4 separate regions of the Mus musculus genome follow, and all the other regions are linked to region 1. A link is a contact called in public ChIA-PET and promoter capture Hi-C data. All regions are on one chromosome and are shown on one strand. Each heading gives the region's core, a stretch centred on a gene start, on an enhancer-like site or on the middle of the called end of the contact. The rest is flanking DNA. Distances are from core to core; before and after follow the strand shown. Region 1 holds the start of Micos13 (mitochondrial contact site and cristae organizing system subunit 13). Region 2 holds the start of Zfp119a (zinc finger protein 119a). Region 3 has its middle 3.1 kb from the start of Vav1. Region 4 holds the start of Mpnd (MPN domain containing).

Region 1 (4,431 bases), core at 966-3,465:
CAGGGGCGGGGTCTTTTACGCAAGAGGGAGGGGAAATGAGCAGGACCTGCTGTCCAAACCAAGGTGGGGGTGGGGTGGGGTGGTAGAACACAGCAGGGGCTGGACTTGAATGCAGGAGGGAGGCTAAACTTGAGTGGGAGCTGAGGGCAGAGACCAAGAAGGGCAAGGGCGGGGCCTAGTATCCAAGAGGCAAGCCTCTGGCCCATGGGGAGTAGGTATTTCTTGATGCCCAGGGCGCCATCCTCCAATGTCCCCCTATATTTGCAGGTACACAGAGTATTTTGCTGTATCTCTATCACTGCAGTTTCTGTTAACAAGCACACACTGAAAGGTATATTCCTGTTGACATTTAGCCAGGGAAGAAACAGCCTCAGGTCTGGAACAAGTTATAAGGAAGTTGGATGAAGAAAGTGCTCTCAAGTTCTCCCATTCTTCCCTCCCACTCACACTCACTTCCTACCCCCATCCCAGCCCTGCACCCACACACAGGGAGGCTCGCCTTCCGTGTGTGAGCCTTAGTGGGACATAATGAAGATGTCCTGCTGCCAACATCCTTCCTTCTTCCTCAGACCACTCACTCTGGTCATTCTGGGAGTGGGGGGAAAACAAAGCCCTGGGCCCCTTAAAGGGTCCTCCAGGAGCCAGTCCAAACTGCCCAGTCTGCTCAGCTTTGTCCCAGGTCCTGGGCCTGTGCACTGGCTGAGTTCTTGCTTGGACGCTCTTCCCTAAAACTTACTTCTTTCAAATCTTAGGTCCAAAGATACACTGTCTAAGCGCTACTGGCAATGCCACATGCTACCTTGCCATGTTCTAGGCTCCTCTCACCCATTCTTAGTCATGAGGGTTGGTTTATTTTAGTTCTGGGTGAAAAGGAGAAAATGTCACCATAGACACTGGACATGTCTGTAAAAGCAGGAATGAGGAGGCCCAGGCAGGAGAATTCAGCTTTGGTCCATATGAGTTCCAGACCAATCACGTACAAAGAATAAGACCCCGTCTAAAAAAGAAAAAAACCCACAAAGCTGGGTGATGGTGGAACACACTTTAATACCAACACTTAAGAGGCAGATGCAGGCAGAGCTGTGAGTTCGAGGCCAGCCTGGGCCACAAAGTGAGTTCCAGGACAGCCAGGACTGTTAGACAAACCTTGCCTCAAAACAAGCAAGCAAACAATAACCAACCAAAGGCAAACCAAACCAAACCCAACACAAAAATAAGTAATAAAGAAATAAAGTTGTGTGTGGGGGGGGTCTTGTGTATGGTTGAATCGGAATGACCCCTACAGTTTCATGTATTTGAATGCTTGGTCCCCATTTGGTAGAACTGTTTGGCAAGGATTAGGAGATAAGTTTTCTTGGGGCAGGGGTGACAGTGGTGTGGACTTTAAGGTTTCAAAAGCCCACACAATACCCTGTAGTCTCTTTCAGCTTATGAGCCACAATGTAAGCTCTCAGCTGCTGCTCCAGCGCCATCCCGGTTTGCCTGCTGTCATGCTCCGCGTTACGATGGTCATGGTCCTCTGAAACTGGAAGCAGAAAACTTTTCCTTCTATTGAGTTGCCTTGGCCATGGTGCTTTGTCAGGACAACTGAGAAGTAATTAGGACAATAGGTCTCCATAGACAATTACAAGGCATCCATGCATCCATGGTGCACATCTGCTCAAGCTCACCTTGCAACCGAACAGGGATCTACATGATGTCCACTTGGCCGCTAACCCCTCCTGCGGCACTTCGCACCCCAGTGTGGCTCCTTGTACTCCGGACCACCCACCGCCAACCCGTTCTCACATGACCCCAAGACTTCTACCCGGCAGGGATCCTCCAGCGCCTTGGCCTTGGCAAGTCAACAACCTTGGCAAGCGTCCATCTCACAGGCCATCTGTAGCCTCTCCAAGCTTCCTAGGTTAGAGCCACACCCCTAACCGCTCACGTGAACCAAAGGCCTGCTTCTCTGGAACAATCCAGCCCTCGCGTTGCCGTGGTAACCATCACTTAGGCTTGCTTCACCTGGGGGACACTCAATTCTCCGCGCGGGCGCGGGGAATCCGACCAGTGTCTTCCGAGGGCTCGTCTCTGTCGTGCCTCCAGACTACATTTCCCAGGAGCCTTCGCGGCCTAGCCCTTCTTTGGTCTTCCGCCTAACTAATACATTTCCCAGAAAGAATTGCGGCAGCCACGGACCTCGACCTACAAGAGTCTAACTCCATTGCGGCTGACAGCGACCACTACATTTCCCAGGAGTCTCAGCAGCGACACCAACCGGAAGCGGCGGGCGAATTACTTGTCCTTGCGCGGCGAGTGAAGCGAGAGACTAACCATGGTGGCTCGAGTGTGGTCGCTAATGAGGTGCGTGGACAATCGTGGAGGCCCTGAGAAAGTTCGGGGCTGTAGGCATCTCTGCCTCGTGGCTTAGGGTCCTGCGACGGCTCACTTCCGGTTGTTACGGACCTTTCTCACGGTCTGTGTAGGGAAACTGGCTTCAGCCAGCCCTTATCACCCTACTGCTTCAATTTACTCTTAGGTGCAATTCAGATGCGTAGGCAATCCTGCCCATCTCCCTCCGTAGCTGACTTGAGTAACTTGCGGGGAAGCTCCGCCAGACACCCTGGAAGGTTTTGTACCAGGGATCTTGAGTGTCCATTATCCTTTGCAGGGTTTCGAATGACCCACCCTGTCTCTCTTTAAGACTCCGTTTACTGCTAAAAGTCGTGTCACAAAGGCAAATGAAATGATCAACTGGCCGGGAGTGGTGGCACACGCCTTTAATCCCAGCACTTAGGAGGCAGAGGCAGTCGGATTTCTGAGTTCGAGGCCAGCCAGGTCTACAGAGTGAGTTCCAGGACAGCCAGGGCTACACAGAAACCCTGTCTCGAAAAACAAAACAACAACAACAAAAAATGATCAACTGTCTGATCTCTGAGATCCTGCCCCCCACAGCGTCTCCCTTCATGTATTCCTGAAGGTTCCTCATTAAGGGAAGTGTGGCTGGAGGAGCAGTCTACCTTGTTTATGACCAGGAGCTGCTGGGGCCTAGTGACAAGAGTGAGGCTGCCCTGCGGAAGGCCGAGGAGGTTGTGCCACCAGCAATGTACCAGTTCAGCCAATATGTGTGCCAGCAGACAGGTCTGGAGATGCCACAGGTACCTTGGCTGGGAGTGGGTGGCCTACAGGTTGCTTCTGGGTGTCCTTGGGGCCTCCTCCACCCCTGCTTGGTGGAGTTTTGTGTTTCTGGGTTTGGGAGACAAGGCTGTGACCTGTTTCCCGTGTCAGCCCGTGTTCCTCTTTCTTCCCAGCTCCCAACCCCTCCAAAGATTAAATTTCCAAACTTCCGTGATTCCTGGAACTCAGGTAGGCCCCTATGCCCCTGCTTGGGGGGATGCCTGGGCACCCCAGCCTCTCTCCCAGCCCTGTTTACCTCATTGACCCTTTCTACTCCTCCATGTTTTCCTGTTTGTGTGCCTGTATATCACCTATGGAACTAAGTAGAAAGGACTGGGTATGGTGGCCCATGATTGTGACTTTAGTATTTGGGAGGCCGAGGCAGGAAAATTGTAGTTTCAAGGCCAGCTTGATCTATAGCCAGGACTACACAGGGACATCCTTTCTCAAAAATAGGAAAAACAAAATACTTAAAAAAACCCTAAGGGGTTGGGGTTGTAGATCAGTGGTAAAGATCTTTCCTAGCATGCATAAAGCTCTGGGTCCTGTCGTCAGCACCCCATAAATCAGGCATGGTGTTTGTAGGTCTGTCATCTCAGCACTCAGTGCAGGCAAGAGAATGAAGGATTTCAGGGTCATCTTTGACTACATAGGGAATTCCAGGCCATATGGGATATATGAGACCTTGTCTCCACAAAGAAAAGCTGGATATTGTTATACACACCTATAATCTCAGCACTGGGAAGAGCTGAGGCAGAAGGACTGAGAGTTTGAGGATAACCTTGGAATATATTAGTGAGATGAAACCTTTTAAAACAGAGCATAGGGAAGGGGTTGTGGTTTAGATCCACACTGGAACTTGTCCATCAGGAAAGGCTAGTCCCATTCCTCCTCCATGTACTGCTCTTGCACTCCCCAGGGGTTGGCTGGCTGAGTGGCTCTGGCAAGGTGGGGACCTTATGGCACCTGTGTGCTGTCTCTGCAGGCATCATCTCAGTCATGTCAGCCTTGTCGGTGGCCCCCTCCAAGGCCCGAGAATACTCCAAGGAGGGCTGGGAGTACCTCAAGGAACACAGCAAGTAATGGATGCCACCTGCCCCAGCATTATGGGGGTCAAGACCAGGATGGCAGAGACATCCCAGTGGGGACCTCACTCTGAGGGCAGCTTCCAGCATTGCTGGCCCAATAAAGGACTTGGGAATGGTCCCCAGCCGGTTTTCTGGTGGGGGGGGGATGTAGAGCCTTTGCTTTATGGGCAGAGTCCTGGCTAAC
Region 2 (4,431 bases), core at 959-3,458, 730 kb after region 1:
GGAAGTGTAAGCCGAATAAACCCTCTCCTCCCCAACTTGCTTCTTGGTCATGATATTTTGTCCAGGAATAGAAAACCTGACTAAGACAACGATCATTCACCACGGTCAAGTAGGTTTCATCCCAGGGATGCAGGGATGGTTCAATAATACGGAAATCCATCAATGTAATCTACTACATAAACAAACTGAGAAAGCATTTGACAAAATCCAACACCCCTTCATGATAAAAGTCTTGGAAAGATCAGGAATTCAAGGCCCATACCTAAACATAATAAAAGCAATACACAGCAAACCAATAGCCAACATCAAACTAAATGGAGAGAAACTTGAAGCAATCCCACTAAAATCAGGGACTAGACAAGGCTGCCCGCTCTCTCCTTACCTATTCAATAAAGTACTCGGAGTCCTAGCCAGAGAATTAGACAACAAAAGGAGATGAAAGGGATACAAGTTGGAAAGGAAGAAGTCAAAATATCACTATTTGCAGATGATAATGATATTACACTTAAGTGACCCCAAAAATTCTACCAGAGAACTCCTACAGCTGATAAACAACTCCAGCAAGGTGGCTGGATATAAAAGGAACTCAAACAAATCAGTAGCCTTCCTGTACTCAAATGATAAACAGGCTGAGAAAGAAATTAGGGAAATGACACCCTTCACAATAGTCACGGTACTATTACATACCTTAGTGTGACTCTAACCAAGCAAATGAAAGATCTGTATGACAAGAACTTCGAGTCCCTGAAGAAAGAAATGGAAGATCTCAGAAGATGGAATGATCTCCCATGCTCATGGATTGGCAGGATTAATATAGTAAAAATGGCCACCTTGCCCCATACAATCTACCGAGTCAATGTAATCCCCATCAAAATTCCAACTCAATTCTTCACACAGTTAGAAAGAGCAATTTGCAAATTCATCTGGAATAACAAAAAAAGTAAAACAAAACGAAACAGGATAATGAAAACTATTCTCAATGATAAAAGAAATTCTGGGGGAATTCACTATCCCTGACCTCAAGCTGTATTACAGAGCAATAGTGATAAAAACTGCATGGTATTGGTATAGAGACCGGCAGGTAGATCAATGGAACAGAATTGAAGACCCAGAAATGAACCCACACACCTATGGTCACTTGATCACACCCTGGTCACCTCCCCTTTGGGGGCCAGAATAGTTGGTGTTTGGGTTCATAGACCAAGCTGGTTTAAACTTTTTTTTTTTGGAGACAGGATTTCTTTGTGTATCCTCCCTGGCTGTCCTGGAATTACTAGGCTTAAACTTTTGATGTCCTGACTCCACTTCCCAAGTGCTGGCATAATGAGCCAGTGCAACCACTAAAGGCTGGGAATGTGTTAGTGTTTTGGCTACCAGTGTTTAGCTGAAAGAAGTGTGAGCAATTTAGATGAGTCTTTTTAAAAATGGATGATGCCTGGTGAATATCAACCAGGAGGTTTAAATTTGACCTGGATAGTCTGGATGCTCTTTTGGCTGTGAGGCAGGTGGATCACTCCACTTGAGGTTGTTTAGTGATCTGTGTATGCTAGAGACCTTGTGCCTAGATTAAGGAGCCTCCTGAGTGCAGCAGAGCAGGGACGACTGTGCAGTCCTGCTGTTAGGAAACATAATGGAGTGAGGTGAAGTAGCTTTGGCAGATCGAGCTGAAGTGTGTCCTGAGAAATTACGCCATGCATCTGGTGTAAAAAAGCTTTATTGGGGGGTGGGGGTTGGGGGACTGAGGTCCTGGCGAAGGGACAGAGGCAGAGAAGTGGGCATATGACAGGCAGAGAGAGAAAGGAGCGCACACCGGGAACAGAGAGACGGCCTGCCGAGTAGGGAGAGAGCTCCGGTGGCTGGTGGGTGGATACATTCATCCTGAAACAGACCGGGCGCGCCTGATGGCATCGGCAGGTGATGGCATCTGATGACAGAAGTCTCTGCTAGGTCCCCGAGAGTAGGCTTGTGGACCTGCCTGTACGCTAACAGGCGCAAGTTCTATGGCAATGCCTGTCTCTCCGCGTCTGAGACAGTTCTGTGCCTGAGCGGACACCAGGACTGGGAACCACTGTGCTGTGATACTTCACAGCCCTCGGTGACTAGGGGAGCTGTCACTCATTCCTTACTAGCCAATCACGGCCGCATGGATCCGCTAGCCAGAATGGGGAGAGCACTTCCGTTCCCTAATACTAAAGGTTCGGGCTCGGGTCTGAGGGAGGCTCTTGTGGTTCCGTGTCCTGGTCTGCCACCCGCTGCCGGGAGCTGTGAGGAGAGCGGGGCGAGCTCGGTCTCCACGCCATGGTGAGCGGGGCCGCCGTCCCCACGCGGGGAGGAGCCTTGGGAGACTGTGTGGGGTTCCTCCCGGGGTGCGGGAACCGGCGGTCAGACTCGCCGCCCGGCGTGATTGCGTTTGTTCACCTGAGGTCCCTGCACCTCCGGAGCGGAAGCCGGACGTCTGACTTCGATCCCGGGCTGCGCCTGCGCAGAGTGTGGGGCGCGGGTCCTGGAGTGAAAACATCCTTGTTGCTGACGTCACCATGCAGTGAGCGCCTCAGCTGCTTTTCCTGTGTCCAGGGAAGGCAGATGTGCTGACATGGAGAACCCTAGTTTCTCCGGTGTCTTCTACAAGTTCTGCACTTGGCACCTGAGGTTCTGATGTATGATCCGTCCGCAGTTAATTCTGTGCAGATGCAAAGTGTTTGCCATCGACACAGACTTGTAGATGCCTTGACCGTCCAGTAACGTGTGTTAGTAAGGCCAGGCTCACTGGGTTTCCTGGCCTCTTTCATCAACATTTACTCTATTTTAGTTGTGTGTTTTTTTTTCTTTTCTTTCTAAATTTTCTCTCATGTTCTGTTGATCTCTATTCTTTCCCAGGAAGTACTGTGCAGGCAGGTTTTCCCGGTTCTCTGAGAGAACTGGGTGGGGAGGGAAACAAGGGATAATAGCGAGCAATCAGAGAAAAGATACACACTTAAACCTGAGTTTGCAGGCCTCCAATTGTTTAATTTCTTCTTAGACAAGTTAGGGAAGGTTATTTTAAGGAAGCCTGTAACCCCTCTAGAGGAGTTAGTGTAGAGGAGTAAAGCTTTGTTCTCTTTATTTACTAAGACCAAACCTTCCTTGTTAGTTAGAAAAGACCTGTTCTGTCCCATAGTAAGGAGAAGTCTGCCTGCTCCTTCTGCTCTCTGCAGCTCTTTTTTTTTTCTCTTCCCTCTGCATTCTGTACATTGCTCTCATAGTTGTTTTTTTTTTTTTTTATGTTATCTATGGTTTCTAAGTTGTTCCACTCTGTATTCTCCTTCTAATCTTGCTCTCTCTTTCTGTTCAGATGTCACAAAAATGCTCTTATTCTCATTGCCTATATGATTTGATTTATGCCCCACAGGGTTGCCTTGGTCCAATCTTTCCTTCTTTGTAAAGGAAAAGTGTATTCTGAGCCCATGCATGTTGAGAAGTTATACTTTTTGTTTATTTTGATTTATAGAATTTGTATATTTTGAGTTTATATGATGTCAAAGTCAAGAGATTGCCCTTAGTATTCGACGAAACTTTAGACATTTAAACAGTGTTGGGACTGTGATATAATATGGAGATCTTTGAAATGAGAATAATTACATTTTGAATTATTGCTAGACTAGGAGCCTGTGATGGTTTGAATATGCTTGGCCCGTGGGAAGTGGCACTATTAGGAGGTTAGAGCCTCATCGGAAGAGGTGTGGCCTTGTTAGAGGAAGAGTGTGACTAAGAGGGTAGGCTTTACGGTCTGCTACAGCTCAAGCTTCACCCAGTGTAGAGAGCCTTTTCTTAGCTGCCTGTGGAAGAAAGTCTCCTGGTTGCAATTGGATCAAGGTTTAGAACTCTCAGCTCCTCTAGCGCCCTGTCTGCCTGCAGGCTGCCATGCTTTCTGCCATGATGATAATGGACTGGATCTCTGAAACTGTAAGTCAGCCCCAGTTAAATGTTTCATTTTATACAAATTGCTTTGGTTATGGTGTCTCTTCACAGCAACAAGACCCTGATTAAGAGAGAAGTTGGTACCAGGGACTAGGGTATTGCTGTGATAGGCCTAACCATACTTTTGTTTGGATGAATTCAAATTTTGGATCTTTGGGTTTGTAAACCTGCGGAGTACTTTAAGTGGAGCTTAATGGGCCATCCTAGCAGAAATATGGACGACATCAGTGCTGAGGGTGAATTGAATTCTGGTGGCCTGCCTGTCTCAAGAGCTTTCAAAGGGAAAGAACTTTCCTATGTTATCTAGAATTTGCTCTTGTGATATTTTGGTGAAGAATATGACTTCTTTTTTGCCCTTGTCTCAAGAGTCTGCCTGAGGCTAAGGTAAAGAGATTTATATTAAATGCATTGACAAAGGAAGCTTCAAAAACAGCCTAGTTTAGACTTTATCCTGTGGTTCACTTTTTTTTTTTG
Region 3 (4,431 bases), core at 1,420-3,919, 670 kb before region 1:
AAGATAGGTTGTTAACATGTAGGAAACTGCCAACAAATAGAACTATAATAAACATTAGAAAATATATTCTACTTTGAAAGCCATTTCACTTTTATTACATATATATATGTGTGTGTGTGTATATATATACATATGTATGTGTGTATGTGTGAAGGTACATGTGGGGCACAGTACATGTGTGGAGGTCAAAGGTTAACATGGGGGAGTAGGTCCTCTTTTTTTTTTTTTTAAAGATTTATTTATTTATTTATTTATTATATGTAAGTACATTGTAGCTGTCTTCAGACACTTCAGAAGAGGGGGTCAGATCTTGTTACGGATGGTTGTGAGCCACCATGTGGTTGCTGGGATTTGAACTCTGGACCTTCGGAAGAGCAGTCAGGTGCTCTAACCCACTGAGCCATCTCACCAGCCCAAGGGAGTAGGTCCTCTTTCCACCATGCAAGCCCCAACGATTGAGCTCAGATCATTAGGCTTGGTAGCAATCACCTTTGCCCACAGAGCCCTCTCACCCTCACCACCCACTTTTCCTTTTTTCTTTAAAACTTGTATGTGTGTGTGTGAGAAAGAGAGAGAGAGAGAGAGAGAGAGAGAGAGAGAGAGAGAGAGAGAGAGAACACTATGGCGTGTGTGTTGAGGTGGCAGGACAGCCTCAGTGTAGACCCTCTCTTCCACATACTTAACATAGAGTCTCTCTTACTCCTGGGCTAACTGCTCCTGGCTAGCTGAACTTCCAGAATTGTCTCTGCCCCCATCTCGTCTTAGGAGCACTGAGATTAAAGAGCACAGACTACCTCCTCCTGCTTTAATTGTGCCCTAGGGATTTGAACTCTTGTCCTCTCATTTGAGTAGCAAGCATTTGACTGAACCATCTCCCCAGCCCCCAAATGTCATTTTTTTTCCCTTAAGTCTTCCTAAATTTTAAGCCACAGCCCTCCTCCACCCTTAATTATCATACTATAAGCCCACCTTCCCTGCTGTGAGTTCTCGTCCGAGTCAAGGTCACCAGTGCCCTTCCCTGTCATTTATTAGTTGATTTGTCTAACAAATATGTACTGCTTTCCTGACCATAGCTTCTCAGGAACTAAAATTACCTTGGCAAGCAAGCCTCTCCCTGACTAACCCACCAGATTCCAAGCCGCTTCCTTAGCACCCCACCTTTTATCCTTATGGCCTCTAGGCGGCGCTAAACGGCTTCACTGGACCAGCTTGAGTCTCATTTACGCACTGAGGATATGGGTAGGGGTGGGCACAACCTGAAAACCCTCCCGTTTTGCAACCTTACAGGCGAGGACAATTTCTATCCCCTATTTTTGGCGTCTGTGACTTCCTACGCGTCCTCTCCCTCTTCTCTAAACCGGGTAACAATTTGTTTTCTTTGCACGCAGTTAGGGTAGGAAGGCCAGGCAGTGAAAACAAAACAAAAACGAGAGGCAGCTGGAGAGCGCCCACTAGGTTTCTAGATTCGAATTCCATCTCCACCACTTCCAAGCTGAGGTACATTTGCACGAATGGCTTAGTTCCTCTCGTCTCGTGCTTCGATCTCTCCATAGAGAAAATGGGGGTGAATGGTACACGTCTCATTCCTAGGAGGATGTAACTGAAAACTGAGCCGTTGAGACAAGAGAAGGCAAGCCGAATTGTCTTGGTTTACCGTAGGAGTTTAATGAGGGCTGCCTCTATTATATAGAATACTTTACTAAAGTCTCATGTAGAGCTCAGACTGACCTTGAACTTCGTGATGTATCTAAGGCTGACGCTGAAATCCTGATTCCTGCGTGCTGGGCCAGTGTACAAACGTGGCCTTTGAATAAACGTAGTATTGCCTCTCTTGCCGCAAATTCCCAACCCTCGACTTCCTCTAACTCTTCTCCAGCCATCAGGATACAGCCCCACCCCCAACCTGAGAAAAGATTCCCTCTTTCCTCGTCCTGGTCCCAAAATCCAGCCCGATCCCGTCTTTAGCGGGAGGCTGTCGCCTTTCTCACAATTCCAAACCGGGGCGGGGGCGGGCCTGGAGGAAGCTGCAGGTTTGACGCCACAGCCCCAGAGCTGCCCTGAACCGACTTGAATCCCTGGGGATTTGGAGAGACAGCCTCAACTCGTTCAGGGAGACATGGCATGTAGTAAAAGTCATTCCAGAGCTTGAGGCTGGCCCTCAGTGGGCAGGGCGCTCTCTCAGGTCAGTCCCAGCCACCACATAAACCAGATATGGCACACCTGTCATCCCGGCTCTCAAGGATCAGGAGCCTAAGTCATCCTCGGATACATAGCTGAGTGCTATAAAGGAGCTGGGAGATAGGAGAAAAAAACGAAGAGGAAAAAGAAAGAAAGCGTAAAAATCGTTCTAGTTTCCCAAACTTCAGCACTAGTGGGGCGTGGCCGTGAGGAGGTGGGGCGTCTGTTTAAAGAACTGGACAGTAAGTAAGGGCCACTTGGAGATGCCAAGGAAAAGAAATAAAGAGAACAAGACAAACACGCGCGCGCGCACATGCACAGGCGCGCGCGCACGCACACACACACACACACACACACACACACACACACACACACACAGAGGTTCAAAGGGAGCGCGGCTTCCGACGGGGACTTGTTCCAAAGGGGCTGGTTGAGCGCCTGGGAGGTTCCTATGGAGGCGGGGCCTGACGGAGAGGGCCTCGATGGGGCGGGGCTTATAGGGGCGGAGCCAGGGGCCGGGGCTGGGCACCAGCCAGGTGAGGGCAGCGGAGGCTGGGCCTAGCTGGGGTGTGGGCATTTCGCTGCTCAGCGGCTGAGCCTTCAGGTTGAGTCCCGTCGGATTCCCCGAGTCCCCTCCAGGTAAGTGAGGAGGTGGTCGTTGTAAGATCCCGGGCTCCCTACTGGTCAGGGTGGAGCCATCAGCCCTTAGGGAGAACCGGAGGATCTATCCAAGACAGTCTGCGGGCGCCGGAATAGCTCTCCAAGTGAATAGCCACGCGTCATGCGTGTCCGGGAACCCAGGCGTGTCTTAGGTGGCCCTCGCGCAGCTCCCAGCGTGTTTCCTGCTCTCTGCGGAAATACTCTTGGCTTCCACTTTCGTGTACGCCATCGCAAATCCGGATCTGCCCCTCCCTCCCTGGCTGGCTCCAAAACCTTTCCTAAACTCCCCTGTGGTCACTGGCTAAAACGGGGCGCGCCTCTTACTGAGTGGTCTCCCCTCCTGGCCTCTTTTTCTGGTCCACTCCTCACCCACATCAGCATTTTGGTCCTGTGAAAAGATCAAAATTAGCCCGTCTAACCGCCTCACTCTTCATTCTCCATACCCCACCACCACGGACCTCTCAGGCATCCCAAAACTTGCCTCAATCTAAACCTAGGTCTCAGCTCCCAAGTTACCGCCTCCTTTCATACTTAAAGAACGCCAGTCCGCGTGGGGCTGGCAATATAACTCAGCTGATGAGGGCGCTTGTCCCTAAAGCCTGCTAGCCTGAGTTCCGTCCCTGGAACGCACGTGAAGATGGAAGGAGAGAGCCTTTTCTACAGATTTGTCCTCTGACCACCATCCTCGAACCTGGGCACCCGGTCTGTCATTTAAATTAATTTTTATATAATGTAAATGAATTTGAATGTTGTTTATTTAAATAAAATTTAAATTAAAAAAAAAAAAGCCTGCTCCCCCTAGCCTTCCTTCTCGAATCTTCCTGTCTCATGGCTTAAACCAGGAGGGACCATTAGAAATTATCTTCGTTCATCTCTCTGTTGGTTGTTGGTTGTAGCTGGAATTGGGGTAACTGAGCTTCCAGGGACAGGCTGATACACAGTAGGTCTTAAATCATCCATATCAGCTTAGTGTGAAAAGTGAGACCCCCCAGATCCCAACTCCACCTGAATCTGTGGAGTGTCTGCTGGAGACTACACCCCTGAATCTTTGTGCAGCTGTGCACAGACACAGTAGACCCACAGATCTCCCTCAAGTCTGCCTATTCCCTTCCCTGTTTCCCCACCCCTACGCTCCCCCGCCCAAGTAAATTATCCCCCAAAAGACCCAGACAATGACGACTCCATCGATTGAGATTTCCAAACTTGAACTAGAGTTTGCGCCTGCCCCCATTCCTCCATTGGCTACTGGAGAAACAGAAAATTCTATATGAGGTGTGAAGTTCAGGACCATGGGGAGTGGGAGGGGGCGGAGTTACCTAGGTGACAAACAGGAAGTGTGCATATTTTGGAGCACACCTGGCTTTAGGTATGCAGCGCGTGCAGCAGCTTCCTCCTGCCTCACCCACCCCACCCCACCCCACCCCCAGGGCACAGGTCTCAGCTGAGGTCGCCTTGCCCCCCTCCCCTCTTTCCAGGAAGTAGTGACTCAAGAAGCAAGAATCCTGCTGTGCACCTCTTCCCAAAGCCTGGGCCTGGGTCACTTCTAGACTCCTAGACTCCTAGACGGCATCTGGAGATAGGGAGACAGACAGA
Region 4 (4,431 bases), core at 1,216-3,715, 600 kb after region 1:
GGATGGGCACTGGCACCTTGTCCATACGCTTCCCTGGGGGTGTGGCCTCTGGAGAAAGGGATGGGGGGAGAGGAGAGGGGGAGGGAGAGAGAAGTCACTGTAAGCCCTCTGCTCTCTTCTCTTCGCATAGAAGCAAGGATGCCCAAGGGAGCCAGAGGAAGCAGGGCCAGCGAGATGGCTCAGCAGATCTTGCAACCAAGTGTGATGACCTGAGTTTGATTCCTAGACCCCACATGGTGGAAGAAGGGACCCAACTTCTGATCTACATGCCCCATCACAATAAATAGATAATACATGCCCTTAACCCTAGCACTCAGAGGATGCATCTCTGTGAGTTCTGAGCCAGTCAGGGCTACAATGAGAACCTGTCTCAGAGAGAGAGAGACAGAGACAGAGACAGACAGAAAGAGAGAGAGAGAGAGAGAGAGAGAGAGAGAGAGAGAATGAGAGAGAGAGAGAGAATATGAATATGAATCAGGATTCAGGATTCCCCAGGCCTAAGAAACATCAAAGCCATCTTCCCACATCATAGTGCCTCTGCCCTGGCCCCTCACCTGGCTCCAAGGAACCCTTCCCAGGGGGTCTGTGGCCTTTGTCCTCTGATGAGACCCCAGCCAGCACATCTTCTTCCTCCTCCTCCAACAGCAGTTCTTCCTCCTCCCCTTCACTGGTGGGACTCTGGTGGGAATGGAGTGTAGCAACAACATCAGCTGGGAGCTTCACTCAGTACAAACTGGAGCCCAGGCTTGAGCCCGAGGTGCCATTGCCTGGACCAACCGCCAGAGGGCGACGGTGAGCAGAGGTGTCCGAGGTGCGGATTCTCCCCACGCTTGGGATTCAGCCTGTCTTCTCCTGGCTGTACTACTTCGGGTGAGACTGACTGTCTCGGAGCCCTGTCTCTCCCCTGACAGTCTCCCTGCAGCAGTTCCCTCTGCCAATAGTATTCATGACCCCCACCTCCTTCAGGATCAAAGCCCAAGTCCTCCGGGCAGCCCAGGAGGCCCTCCTGGCCTTGCTTGCCCCTCCCTGCCTTCCTCCTTCCCGTGCTTCAGAATTCAGGCCGTCTTGCTGAATCACATCAGACTCTATCTTGCCCCACGGCCTTTGCAACCTCATCCCCACAGCGCAAGGTGGAAGGCACGTACTTCCTACCTCATCGGCCGTAGCTACAGGCATATGTAGCTGGTGCCGGCGAAGCCAGGCGGCCTTGTATTTGTCCAGCTTCTGGCCCTTGTACTTGACAGAGGCCCAGCCACAGCCAGATTTCTTGGCTGGGTTGACGAGCTTCTTGCAGTGTGTGGCCCAGGCGCTGGGTGAGTTGAAGACTTGTCCAGTTTCCTGCCACACGATCCTGCCATCCAGCTGCAGGTCCCCAGTAAACTTCCTGCCCTGCAGCGACAGAGGGGGCTGAAACACTTCAGTCCTAGTGATTCCTAACTCCTTTCTCCCTGAGGCTTGGCGTCCTTGTTCTTCTAAGGCTCCCAAGAGGTACTGTCACAGGAACTCCATCTTTCACACCAGTACTCCTGGCACTCCACACCCAGATGCACAACTTTAAAATTAAGTAATGGCAGCCAGAGCAGGCATAACGGCCCAGGCCTGTCAGCCCAACTACTGGGGAAGCTGAGGCAGGAAGCACACAACTTCAGAACCTGCTTGGAATACTTAATAAGACTGTTCTCAGAGGTAGAACTCCTGCCTAAAATTCCCAAGTGAGGGGTTGGTTGGGTGCAAGGTCAGGAATTGACCCCCTGCTTAGAATCCCGCAGTGAGGGGGCTGGGGGCATAGTCAGGGGTAAAGCTCCCTTCCATTCTTGGTATCACAAAGAGTTTTTTGGGCGATCATTTTAAATAACAGTACACAGTTTTGAAGCCATCATCTTCATAGAGAGCCTGGGAAGGAAGGCCTCATTTTACAGATGGGGAAGCCGCAATCACACAGATTGGTTGCCCGCGGACACACCCAGATGGCAGTGGTTATAGCTATGTGGCATTGTGATTAACACGGTTCCTCTGGGCTTCAGTTTCTCTTTATACGCTAGCAGTGGAGGACATGAACGGTCTCCGGGGGTCGCTCACCAGGTAGTAGATGGATAGCACCCCCTCACCGGGCTCCAGCAGCTCGTCTTTGAGCAGCACCCGAAGCGTGACCGCGCGCCTCGTGAGCGCGCCCCCTAGGGCCATCCCAGGCCCTGCCGTGCCGCCTCCGCTGCCACCGAGGCTGCCGCTGCGCCCTCCGCTACCCGTCCCGCGCTCGGGGTCCTCGGCCTCCGCGTCGTCCTCATCCTCCTCCGGCGCCTCCTCGGCCGTGGCCCCGGGAGACAGAGACTCGGGAGCTGCAGCGAAATAGCAACTGGCTGCAGAGGTCGCGTCCCGCTGCCCCGTCCCCGCCTGCGCGGACCATCCTACCTGCCATGGACGCTGTGTCCCGGCACAGCCTCCTCCGAGTGAACGGGCTCCTCCCCGCGCGGGGACACAGCAGTCTATTGGTTACTGAAAATGGGTGGGGAGGTTTGGCCCGCCGGGGGCGGAGGGGATACGGAGCGGTTGGGTTGTGCTTGCACTGGAGTTGGAGCGATCCGGTGCAATTTGGCGAAACTAAAGCTGGAGGTTGGGGGAGACCTGGAGAAGGAAACAGGCCCAGGACCTTCTCATTCAGGGACTAGAGATACCATACTCGAGGCCACCAGCTACTAGGTTGCAACTTTGATCCCTGAGCAGGAGTGGCTCAGCTTTCAGGAAAGAGATGGAAACCTTAGGTCTTGGGCCTGCCCACGCGCAGTTAAAGAAATGAGGGAAGACCTTGGGACACAAGGGAAACTGAAGCAGATGGTGAACTAGAGGGAAAAACAGACTCAGGACGCCGCCCCCCATCCCCTGCTCTCAGGGGGACTATACTCCCTTAGTGGGGCTGCATCCTGGAGCTCATGATTCCCTCAGCCTACAGCAGCGATGAAGGAAGCTGCTAGTGAGGCTAGTGCGCTAGCTAAAGGCAGAGCCCTTGATGGTTGGGAGCAGGGAAGAAACAGGTTTGTAAGAAATGTAGAGCCGCTTTAGGAAAGCAGCTGCGCGTTATAGCTGGATCGAAAGGTCTGAGCCTGGCCAGCTTTAGCCTTTCTAGGGTTAACTCAGCCCAATGGCAGTTCTCATCAGCCAATCACCAGGTGCCTCCAGCATCCAATCAGCGACAAGGGATGGTTCCCACTCAGCCAATCGGCGTTCACGTGTAATCAGCGAGCGGGAAGGGGCGGTGTTACTAGGCGCCCAAGGCCCTGGGCCTTTGTTCTCATCCTGATTTGTCCTTCATCACAGATTACCCCAACCCAGGGAGGTCTGAAAATCCGGGTGGCCTCAAACTGGGGAAAGAGGCAGGATGCTCTGGAAAGGTCTGAGTAATGAGAATCATTCTTTTTTTTTTTTAAGATTTGTTTATTTATTTATTATATGTAAGTACACTGTAGCTGTCCTCAGACACTCCAGAAGAGGGAGTCAGATCTCGTTATGGATGGTTGTGAGCCACCATGTGGTTGCTGGGATTTGAACTCCTGACCTTCGGAAGAACAGTCGGGTGCTCTTACCCACTGAGCCATCTCACCAGTCCGAGAACCACTCTTCCCTTAGCCCAGGCCACCAGACTTTGGGCTCCATAGTTTACCGCTTCCAAGTCCCGGCACAATATGCAGGTCTAACCATCTTGTAAACAGGCAAAGCCTTGAGAGAGGCTCCAAGTTCTGCTCACTGGACGTTTTCATCCTGTTTATCTTCCACCTCGATCCAAAAGGGACTTTTCTATGATGTAACTACTGCCACATCCTATCCTTGCGCTACAACAGTCCTTGGCTCCCGGCTAATTTTTCTTTTCCTTCCTTCCACTTGCAGTGATCCTCCTGCTCAGCCCCCTCCTGCTTACGTCATAGGCTTGCATCCCCACACCTAGCTCCCCTGTGGCCTTTGACACTTTGAAGCAACTACTGTGGCTTGACAATGTACAGAAACCTAAAGATAACATTGGTTGAAGATAAAGGAAGGTTGTGCCACTCACAGCCACTATCTGGGTCCCCATCTCCACCCTTTTACCTGTGTAAAGTCCAGGTGCCCTAGCTGGGAACTGAAGAAAATGAGTTCACAATCTGTTCTGCCTTTGCCTTTTGAAAATAGCATCTCGCAGGGCAGTGGTGGCCTGTGATCCTAGCACTTGGGAGGCAGAAGCCGGTGGATTTCTAAATTCAACGCCAGCCTGGTCTACAGAGTGAGTTCCAGGACAGCCAGGGCAATTCAGAGAAATCCTGTCTTGAACCTCCGCCACCCCCCACCCCCCCATCCCCAAAATAGCATCTCAGGCAGACCGCACTAGACTCAAGTTACTATGTAACTACGGCTGCTCCGGTCTCTTCCTCCCAAGTTCTGGGAAAACCCAAATGTACTACCACG

The links. Promoter capture Hi-C pulls out the DNA fragments that hold promoters and counts their contacts. ChIA-PET counts read pairs in DNA pulled down with a chosen protein or histone mark. Capture Hi-C pulls out chosen DNA fragments and counts their contacts.
Region 2: a contact with region 1 is called in a promoter capture Hi-C map of pre-B cells, with 2.2 times the contacts expected there. The contact joins the promoter of Zfp119a here to the promoter of Micos13 in region 1. A contact is called at or near these places in 2 of 39 promoter capture datasets (liver and pre-B cells).
Region 3: a contact with region 1 is called in an RNA polymerase II ChIA-PET map of memory CD8 T cells, with 53 read pairs. The contact joins the enhancer-like site here to the promoter of Micos13 in region 1. A contact is called at or near these places in 4 of 39 promoter capture datasets (the C10 cell line, liver and pre-B cells) and 4 of 115 datasets of contacts at active chromatin or transcription factors (bone marrow-derived macrophages, memory CD8 T cells, microglia and 1 more).
Region 4: a promoter capture Hi-C map of adipose tissue shows a contact between it and region 1. The contact joins the promoter of Mpnd here to the promoter of Micos13 in region 1. A contact is called at or near these places in 1 of 39 promoter capture datasets (hippocampal neurons), 1 of 115 datasets of contacts at active chromatin or transcription factors (memory CD8 T cells) and 3 of 9 other capture datasets (adipose tissue, embryonic stem cells and liver).

Annotation. Positions count from the first base shown.
Region 1 is chr17:56,607,555-56,611,985 of GRCm38.p6, reverse strand. It overlaps Micos13 (mitochondrial contact site and cristae organizing system subunit 13), which reads left to right and starts at 2,215. Exons shown (of 4, transcript NM_153152.4): 1 at 2,215-2,346; 2 at 2,963-3,140; 3 at 3,294-3,348; 4 at 4,145-4,431. The coding sequence starts at 2,318. The coding sequence ends at 4,242. It also overlaps a transcript of Rpl36 not described here.
Region 2 is chr17:55,876,730-55,881,160 of GRCm38.p6, reverse strand. It overlaps Zfp119a (zinc finger protein 119a), which reads left to right and starts at 2,208. Exons shown (of 4, transcript NM_144546.6): 1 at 2,208-2,301. The coding sequence starts at 2,299.
Region 3 is chr17:57,273,804-57,278,234 of GRCm38.p6, reverse strand. No RefSeq gene overlaps it. Among named protein-coding and RNA genes, the nearest start is that of Vav1, 3.1 kb to the left of the region's middle. Within about 2 kb of position 2,669, at least 206 of the 459 cell types and tissues checked have an H3K27ac peak or open chromatin away from gene starts, as enhancers often do. A contact at or near this core is called in bone marrow-derived macrophages, liver, memory CD8 T cells and 3 more, where this site is marked.
Region 4 is chr17:56,007,235-56,011,665 of GRCm38.p6, reverse strand. Mpnd (MPN domain containing) reads right to left here and starts at 2,465. Exons shown (of 13, transcript NM_026530.5): 1 at 2,410-2,465; 2 at 2,080-2,336; 3 at 1,153-1,389; 4 at 555-678; 5 at 1-48. The coding sequence starts at 2,416. It overlaps Stap2 (signal transducing adaptor family member 2), which reads left to right and starts at 3,530. Exons shown (of 14, transcript NM_145934.3): 1 at 3,530-4,249.